Linked DNA regions of Macaca mulatta: region 2 is linked to region 1. The links are chromatin contacts, called in public Hi-C maps. All regions are on one chromosome and are shown on one strand. Each heading gives the region's core, a stretch centred on a gene start, on an enhancer-like site or on the middle of the called end of the contact. The rest is flanking DNA. Distances are from core to core; before and after follow the strand shown. Region 1 holds the start of BZW1 (basic leucine zipper and W2 domains 1). Region 2 holds the start of CLK1 (CDC like kinase 1).

What was found. Hi-C and Micro-C count contacts between places; a contact is called where the count stands out from the background.
Region 2: a Hi-C map of fetal cortex germinal zone shows a contact between it and region 1, with 2.5 times the contacts expected there. The contact joins the promoter of CLK1 here to the promoter of BZW1 in region 1. A contact is called at or near these places in 4 of 14 Hi-C or Micro-C datasets (blood, cortical neurons, fetal cortex germinal zone and 1 more).

Annotation. Positions count from the first base shown.
Region 1 is chr12:105,910,034-105,914,588 of T2T-MMU8v2.0, forward strand. BZW1 (basic leucine zipper and W2 domains 1) reads left to right here and starts at 2,201. Exons shown (of 12, transcript XM_015110702.3): 1 at 2,201-2,389; 2 at 3,849-3,922. The coding sequence starts at 3,859.
Region 2 is chr12:105,965,822-105,970,550 of T2T-MMU8v2.0, forward strand. CLK1 (CDC like kinase 1) reads right to left here and starts at 3,277. Exons shown (of 13, transcript NM_001261781.2): 1 at 3,145-3,277; 2 at 728-888; 3 at 265-493. The coding sequence starts at 888.

The DNA.
Region 1 (4,555 bases), core at 951-3,450:
AATACGATTTACAAACATTTCCCCTGCTAGCTGCACGGTACCTATTCCCATGGGTGCACCCAAAAGCAGAGAAAAGATAAGTGGCAGGGCGTGGTCTGTAACCGCAACACTTTAGGAGGCCAAGGTGGGAGGATTATTTGAGGCCAGGAGTTCAGGAAAACCTTTAATACACTTTACAAGTTAAAGAAAATAATCTGCTTACTTTAATAACCATTTTTAGTCAAAAATCATTTGCTACATACCCCACAATGGATGGTAATAGCAGGTTAAGAACCAAAAATGTGATGGGAAGTAAAGGCAAAAAACATTGGTCAGAGCTATCCCTGGGTATAAACAGAGGCATTTAAACAGTGAAGAGAAATGATTCAGGTTGCAGTTGAGAAGATTGTTCTGGCAATGTTGAGAAAGGGGATGGTAGAGTTAGGAAGTTATTGCAAAAGTCCCATTAAGTTAGGGGTAATAGATGCCTAAATCAAGGTGGTACTGGGGAAAGATGATGCAATTTTAAAACGTGGCAAAAATAGAAGATAAGCTTTGTGAGGCCATAGGCCTGACGTGTCACTATCTCTACTGGCCTCTAGCTGAATAAATATTTGCTGAATGAATAAATAAGATCTTGGTGGTGAGGCAGTGCATTATAATGGTGAAGCTAGACTGCCTGGCTTCAACTGGAGCTCTTCCATTTACTAGCTCTATGATCTTAAGACAAGTTACTTGACCTCGATGCCTCGGTTTTTTCCATCTGTAAAATGGGACTAATAATAGTGTCTAGATTATAGGGTAGTTTTCAGGATCAAATGGGGTTACTATATAAAGTGCTTAGAAGAGTGCCTGATACATACAGGTGCATATTAGTTATCATTTTTATTTGTGAAACGTTGTCCTTTAACAGAACTTCAGATGTGAAAAATACAGTTCTCGGGGAAGAGCAATCGACAGCACTGATAGTGTTAAACCAGCCATGAAGTGAAGATGCCAGATAGTGTGGACTGGAGCCTTGGGAGAAAGGATGGGGCTAGACACTTAAGAGATCCGACTCCGGCCACTTCCCTCTGCTCCCCACTGCCCTCCCAGTCACACCAGCTTCTTGAGGTTCCTCCAACAGATCAGTTTGTTTCCTGCCTCCTTCCCACTGCTGTTGCCTGAACTTGGAAGGGCATAGAGCCTGGAGTTAACAAATATTTGCTTAATGATTCAGTAGATGATCTTGGAACTCTTTTAAGTGGAGTAAATGTTAAATCCTTGAGAATGTATAAGACTGCCACGGAAGAAAGTATGCAGAGAGAAAAGGTGTCAGTAGAAAAAAGATCAGCAAATACCGTGCGAAGCCACATTCAGAGCGTAACCAGGATAGCTGGAGCCAGGATTCAAGGAGAGACGTAACACTCAATGCTCAGAGGAGGCAAAGAGGGTGAAGAATGAAAGAATCACTGGGTTTGGCAATAATTTCAGGAAAGAACGCTGAGAAAGTAATCTTCCATGAAGTTGTGGGGGGTGGGTGGGGGTAGAGGTCATATAGTTAATTAAGGAAAAGAAGTAAACTATTTTATCAAAAAGTTTAGGGAAGAGAAGCCACTCTCCTCCTACCAGTGAGGAAGCAACTGGAGAGAAGTAAACTACCGTACAGTGAATAAAAACATGGGGCTACATCCTGGAGGCGCTGTGCATCTCTATCTGCACACGTCCAGTGTTTTTCACACGCACTATCTTATCTGATCGTACCCCAGCTCCCTGATGACATAGCCTGTTCTGAGGGGTTCTCAAGGTGTGGACCAGCAGCAGCATCACAGAGAACTTGTTGGAAATGCACATTCATGGGTTCCACACCAGGCCCACAGAATGAGAAACCACGGGAGGTGCCCAGCAGTCTGTTCTAACAAGCCCTCCAAGGGATTCTGATGCTCTCCAAGTCCCCATAGCCACCACACTCGGGACACAACCGCTGCAGGGCACGGGGACCGCGGCTGGAGGACAGAATTTCCCCTTCTGAATCCTCGGCCTGTGTCCTCTTCACTCCTACAGGAGGCGGTGAACAACGAGACAGCCCCTCAATGCAAAGTCGCCCTGCAGGCAACTCAGCTGGAGCGAGCTCCGCCCATCCCGGTCAGGGCGGAGGCGAGGTGTGACTTCCTTCCCCAAGCCACGCCCCCATGCCAGCCACCGGCCTCCGCCCCCGCACAACCCGAGCGCCCCCGCCCTCGGGCTTCGACTTCCGGCGCTGGAGGAGGGGGCCGGCGGGGAGTGACTCCAGGAGGACGCGTCCAACTTCGAGACCGGTGGGGGCCGGCTCCGCTCTTCCAACCCCTCCGTGTGTTAGGAGGGCGGACGACGCAGCGGCGGAAGAAAAATAAGCTAGTCTAGGACACCTGTCCAGGAGACGTGGAACCCAGTAAGGGAATAAAGAAGCCTTGAAACGTCTCTCCCCTCCCCTCTCCCGGTCCCTCACCCTAATCCGCGCGGAATGGAAAAGACGGAAGCGACAGGCCACGATGAGGGCGGGGCGGGGCGGGGGGGGGGGTGGGGCAAGGGGAAGAAATCTCGCGATAGGACAGCGGTCCGGGCGGGGGTGGCACCTCTCCCTCCTCCTCCTGGCGTTAGTTCCGGTCGCAGAGGAGACACCGCCGCAGTTGCCGCTACATCGGGGATTTCTGGCTCTTTCTTCTTCGCCTTAAATTCGGTGAGACGCGGCGCCCCGCTCACCCCGGGCGGACGCTGCGGGCCGTGGAGGCTGGGCAGAGGGCGAGGGAGGCGGCGGGCTGAATGCGGCCCGGCTTGGATGGGCCCGAACGGAGGCCGCCACTTGAGGCCGGGCCGGATCCAGGGCCTGAAAGGCCGCCGCTTCGGCAGGGAGGCCGAGGGGCGGCGGCGGCCCGGGTCGGGAAGTGGGGTGCGGGTGCTCGCCGCGGCGCTGGTGGCGAAGGCAGTGGCCGAGCCGGGCTCCCTCCGGGCCGTGCCCGGCCTAGCTAACAAAGCCACCGTGGCCTCTGTTGGGTGATGTACGCGTGGGGGCTTCCGGCGGGCGGGGCGGAGGGGCTGCCACCACCACTGCGGCCGCCGCCTCCGCCGCTGCTTTCGCTGGAGGGCGGGCGGATGTACGGGGCGGCTGGGGCCCCGGCGCAAAGCGCCTCAGTACCTGTGGTCCACTCGTTGCGGCGGCCGCCACCGCAGGCGGCAGGGTCAGTGGAGAAGGAGCCCCGGGACCCTACGGCGCCCCGCTGTGGCCAATGGGGTCCTGGGCGGGAGGCATGGGAAGGGTGCGGATTGGGAGACACGTGCCCAGGGAGGAGGCTGGGACTGTGGGATATGGGCGAAGGAGGCTGGGCTGGCTGTTAATTTTGCAGGCCTGAGTGGTGCAAGGCGGCCGCTGTTGCGGTCACAGGCATGACCTAGGGCAGGGTGGTGCTGCCTATATATAACCAGGCCCATCAGAAGAAGGGGTTCACCTTTTGACAGTGTTTTAGAATTGGCATACACATTTTGGATGCCTCCTGACTATGGTGGTAATCTCCCTTTGCGTTCTGCGATGCCTAGTGGTCGTGGAAGACGTAAGTGAATGTAAAGAAGAATGTGGAGGAAACTGAACAATTAGGTTTATGATGGGTGATCACTGTAGCATTACAATGTCGCCTAAAAGTGTAGTTCGCAATACTAATTTGAAGGGTTTCTTGTAGAGAGAAATGCAGATTTTGGCGTACATTTGATTCAAGTGAGGGTAATTCTTTGTGCTTTCACCAAGCTGAGAGTGCGTGTTCCATTTGATTCATAAGTGATTATACTAAGGTTTGATGCTTTATTTTAAAAATTAATATTATGGCACTGAAATTAAGGCTTTATTTCTCCTTTCCTAGGGTGTCTTTTATGAATAATCAAAAGCAGCAAAAGCCAACGCTATCAGGCCAGCGTTTTAAAACTAGAAAAAGAGGTAAATATTTATGTTTCGATGTCTCTTCAAACCTCCAGAATATCTTGTGTATCTTGCCTCCTCTGACGGGCACTTGCATAGTACTAAAGCCTCAAGAGAAGACACCAGAAAGAAACTTGAATTTCTCGTTGACTGCCATTCACATACACCTTTAGTATTTCTACTGCTTTACTGCTCAAGCCTTAATTTTTAGTATCAATGTATCTCTAAGCCGGTTAATGAATATTCTTTTTAGTGTGAAGGTAAAATACTTTTTAAAACAAAAATAAGGGCTCTGTTTTCACTAGCAAGCAGTCTTATTTAAGCAAACTAAAATGAGCAAAGATGTTAATTTATAAAAGGAGAACTCCTAATGTAGTCACCCAGATTTTGTGAAGATTTGTGAGAGAAAACTCAGACTTCACCCATGGAAGTTAATTGTGGAACAGGATTCACATTGTAATGTCTTTTGAAATACAGACTTAGAAAAGTATTAGAATTATATTACTATTTTTTTTGCATTCGGGTGTACTTAGCTGAATGTTGAATTCTGTAGCAAAGTGCTGTGCTAGTGATATAAAGTTAAATAAGATGTAGTCTCATATATTTTTAATGTTATTGGTCAAAAGCATATTAACCTTATTTTACAGGTGG
Region 2 (4,729 bases), core at 2,027-4,526, 57 kb after region 1:
CAACTAATCTAAATTAAATCAATTAATTCCCACCATTTCACTGGAATATCAATTAAGAGCCAACCAATAACTAAATTATAGAGCTAAATGTGTACTGTACTTCCAGAATTTCCTATCCAATGAACAAACACAGAAAAAATCGTGTAGGTTAAAACTGAGATGATTTCATCTTAAAACTTTCTCAAATAATCAAACACAAAAATTCAAGTTTCCCTGTTCCACATGGGATATAAAATTTCCAAAATGTTTTAAAAACGTTCATACCCCATGTGAACGACGATGTGAAGTACTGTGGTGAATCCTGTGTTTGCTTTTATAACTACTTCTTCCACTTCTACCAGAAGACTTGCTACTATGGTTCTGATACCGGCTTTCATGGTCTCTATGGCGATGCCCAGGTTCACATTCTTGATTGTAGTCATTTCTGTACTCATCAATGTAGCGTCGACTATGATAATCTTTCTCATTTATACACCTGCTTTCCAAATAATGGCTAGAGAAATAAAAATTATTTTCAATGTTTTATGCTAAGACCAAATATCCTCACATTCTCAACACAGCACAGCACTTAAGACTCCCCCACAACCACCTTAATTTTACAAACATTACAAACCATCTCTCATTAGAAACACAAAGGAATGGTAGTAATCAAGTACTTATTTTAAGTGATACTAGTTTTGTCTAATAATTTATTTTTATATTCAGATATTTTAAGTATCCTCCTTACCTATCACACATTTTAGAGTGAGTGTATTTGCAGCGCTTGTTCTCCCGGGCACTGCTATGTGATCTCTTCCTTCTTTTATGACTGCTGCTGCTCCTCCATTTTCCATAATCCCAATCCTTGTCATCCCAATCAGGACAGTAAGTTCTCTTTGAGTGTCTCATCTACATTAAAGGCAAGTTTTTCCTAGTTAAATTGTATCCCACACTGAGCTGTTTAAAATTCGTATTTACAAAGGTCCCCTCGTGACCTCGTTTTTTTAAAATCAAAATTTAAGAATCATTGTCACCCAATCTGAAATCACTGATAAATCCAATGATTGTGTTGTCCCATTTTCTGCAATTTGATCTGCAGTTTGAACTTTATTCACAGGCACTCTGCATTAGCCATATCATGCCCAGATTTATTGGAAGAATGTAAAAAAAGTGAAAAAAGCAGAGGGAGGAATCACAATTTACTAATTTTGGTAAATTTTACCCCTGCCCTACCAGTAGCACAAATGTACTATAGAAGTCCACACGTCATTCTCCCCTTTTAAACGTGTACCAGAAACTAGTCTCCAACTCAAATGCAATCATAAATGTTCCTCACCAACACCGCATTACTGATTACTGCAAACATAATCAGAATTGTATCTGAGTTGCTGACAGAATCATCACACAGAATCATCATTATAGAGTATTTCTGTACACGAATAAATGAAACTACCAAGGACTTCAATTACACACGAAGGCAACGATGGCATCAGAATATAACAACAAAACACCATCTTTCCAGTACCACTCCCAATCACATACGACATAATTTATCCTAAACGCAATGTTAACACAATCAATTTGGGAATGGTAAGAACCACCTTCTTTTCAGAAATCCTTCGAACAAAATCGAAAATCTCTAACCTAACAACTTGAAAAAGACATTATATAGAAATTCATCAACTGCCGTTCTTTCTTCCAAGTGGAACCCCTCTGCGTCTTTGGCTACAATTTTTTTTTTTTTTTTTAAAGCCTGTCAAATTTAGCTGTAGGGGTTGTATACTAATTTTTGTGACACTAGTAACTACTAAGTTACAATAACCCATTACCATTGGACCAGCCTGAGTACAATTTCTAAAGCCCTCCAACCGGGTCGGGGGCCGTGGCTTATGCCTGTAACCCCAGCACTTTGGGAGGCTGAAGCAGGATGATTGCTTGAGCCCAGGAATTCGAGGTCAGCCAGAGCAACATAGCGAGACCCTGACTCTACAAAAAATAAAAAATTAACCGGGGGGTGGTAGCGCGCGCCTGTAGTCCCAACTACTCAGGAGGCTGAGGTGGGAAGATCACCTGAGCCCGGATTTCAAGGCTGCAGTGAGCCCTCATTGCACCACTTGCACTCCGGCCTGGGCGACAGGGGCGAGACCTTCTCCCCCCACCCCAAAAAAAAGGGAGGCGGGGCGCGGTGGCTCACCCCTGTAATCCCAGCACTTTGGGAGGCCGAGGCGGATGGATCACCTGAGGTCAAGAGTTTGAGGCCAGTCTAATACGATGAAACTCCGTCTCTACTAAAAATACAAACATTAACCGGACGTGGTGGCGCGGGCCTGCAATCCCAGATACTCGAGAGGCTGAGGCAGCAGGAGAATCGCTTGAACCCGCGAGGCGGAGGCTGCAGTGACCCGAGATCGCGCCACTACACTCTAGCCTGCGCGACAGAGCGACACTCCAAGAAACAAAAGCTCCAACTGCTAACCCAAGAGGAGTACGCTGAAACGCCATCGCATAAAATGCTCGGTCACCAGACTTTTGTCACAACGCTCCTTCAAATACACCCCGGCATTTCTCTTTCCTTAGGTTCCCAAGTCTCGTTTTTGTTAACACCACTGAGGACAAAGCCACTCGCGACGTTTACGCCGACCCTTTAACCACTAGACATTAACTGTAACCCCCTACGGGTTCCGTCTCTTCCTCCACTTGCTCCAGACGACATTTCCCCACAGCTGCGTGCTTCAAGCACATTCCGGAACCCCAGCAAACCCCACCCCCAACAGGGAGCCTCGCCTTTCCGGCCACAGTGCCAAGGCCGGCCTCCGCCCAGCCGCCATCTTACAGCTCGGCCGAGGCGGCCCACAACATGGCGCCCACCCGACCCTCCCACGTCAGGCGGCGCCGCTCCCTCAGCGGAGGGCGAACACTCCAAAAGGGCGGCCGGCCTAGCAAACACCGTAACTACTCCCGCAGGCCGGATCCGGCGGCGACGGGCTCGGCCGCGCAGGAAAGAGGGGCGCGCCGCCATTATGCAGCCTGGGAGTGAAGGGAGCAGGCAGTCGTCGCGCCAGGGACGGCGGGCAGCAAACAAGCGGGAAGTGGTGGCATCGCCAGGCGCCCGCGAGGCTCACAGGAACGGCCCTGTCACCTAGTCCGCTCCCTCCTGCGTCTTACCGTCCTGGACAAAGACTCCAAGTCGAAGGAGACAAAGCTTGTAACGCAATCACGGGAATCACCCAGCTGACTGCGACGAGCACCGACAACAAAATGGAGCTGACAGCTGCTGCGTCGGGACTCGCCTCGAAAACACCGATGACGCAACGAGCGCGTCTCCGCCGCGGGGCGGGGCATGCACGGGGCGAGCAGGCGGAAGGGGCGGGCGTCCGGAGCGTTGGCGGACGCGTGACCACGGTGGGCGCAGGCGCCGGGGCGGGAGCCAGAGGTGGGTGATGAAAGGAAGTTGTAGATGCTTGCTGTGTTGTCTCTAATCTCCCGATACCGAGAAAACATTGCAGTTTTGGGGGAGAGTGTCGTCCCCACTCACTGAAAATTGTTTTTGAACGCTAGAACAAGGAATAACTTGTGAACAAGGAAAAGTGAGGGACTCAGGATACACAATAGCACGTGCCCTGATTGCGACCACTAAAACAATTACTTTAAAAATAATACTTCACGGCGCGATGTGTCTGGCGCGTAACCCTAGCACTTTGGGAGGCCGAGGAGAGCGAATCGCTTGAGCCCAGGATTTCGAGACCAGCCTGGGCAGCATAGGGAGACCCCTGTCTCTAAAAAATAAGTAAATGTTATACCACTAGCGTCAGATGGCTTCAGATTACTAATGGGATCAGTGAACGTGTCAGCTCAGTGTGAGCCAACAGAAATCAATGTTCTGCACCTTGATCCTCATGGTGCCTGCATTAGGCCCACCGTGGGTAGCCAGCGTACCTCCTATGATGCTTTTATGGCTGTAACTGAGTACACATTCTAAGAATAAAACTCCTTGATAAGTTTTTGAAGGGAAGGCCAGCGTTAAAGAAACAGAGTGGCGGCTCTACAGCAAATGCAGGCTTTATGTCCAGCCTAAGATCTACAGAAGTGGGGGACCAGCCTAATGCCGGTGCCCACCAGTGGGATACTTTTAGGTAAGGGCGGGAGGGGCCTGGGCCATAACGCTTACTGGCTTGCTGCCCTGCAGGATGTTAAGATGTTCCCATAACGAGGCGGTTCTGGCCCTTGTTCCCGCGGAATGTGGTGGTGGTGGGTTTTTTTGTTTTGTTTTTTGTTTTTGTTTTGAGATGGAGCCTTGCTCTGTCACCCAGGCTGGAGTGCAGTGGTGCGATCTCCGCTCACGGCAACCTCCGCCTCCTGAGTTCAAGCGATTCTCCTGTCTCAGCTTCCCCGGTAGCTGGGACTGCAGGCGCGCGCCACCACGACCCGCTAATTTTTGTATTTTTAGTAGAGACGGGGTTTTGCCATGTTGGCCAGGCTGGTCTGGAATTCCTGACCTCAGGTGACCCACCCGCCTCGGCCTCCCAAAGTGCTGGGATTACAGGGGTGAGCCACCATGCCCCTGCAGGAATGCGGTGTTCTTCGCACTTTCTCACAGCAGAATATGACAGAGGTGTTTCTTTAGTGGTGCGTTTGTCCGTTTTGTGGTCAGGTGGTTGGGCAGGATGTTTCTCACAGCCCGAACCCCCGTGGAATGTTTCACTTTGACCAAGGTCTGCAAAATAGCCTGTGGGGGAGACGGGGCAGGGCC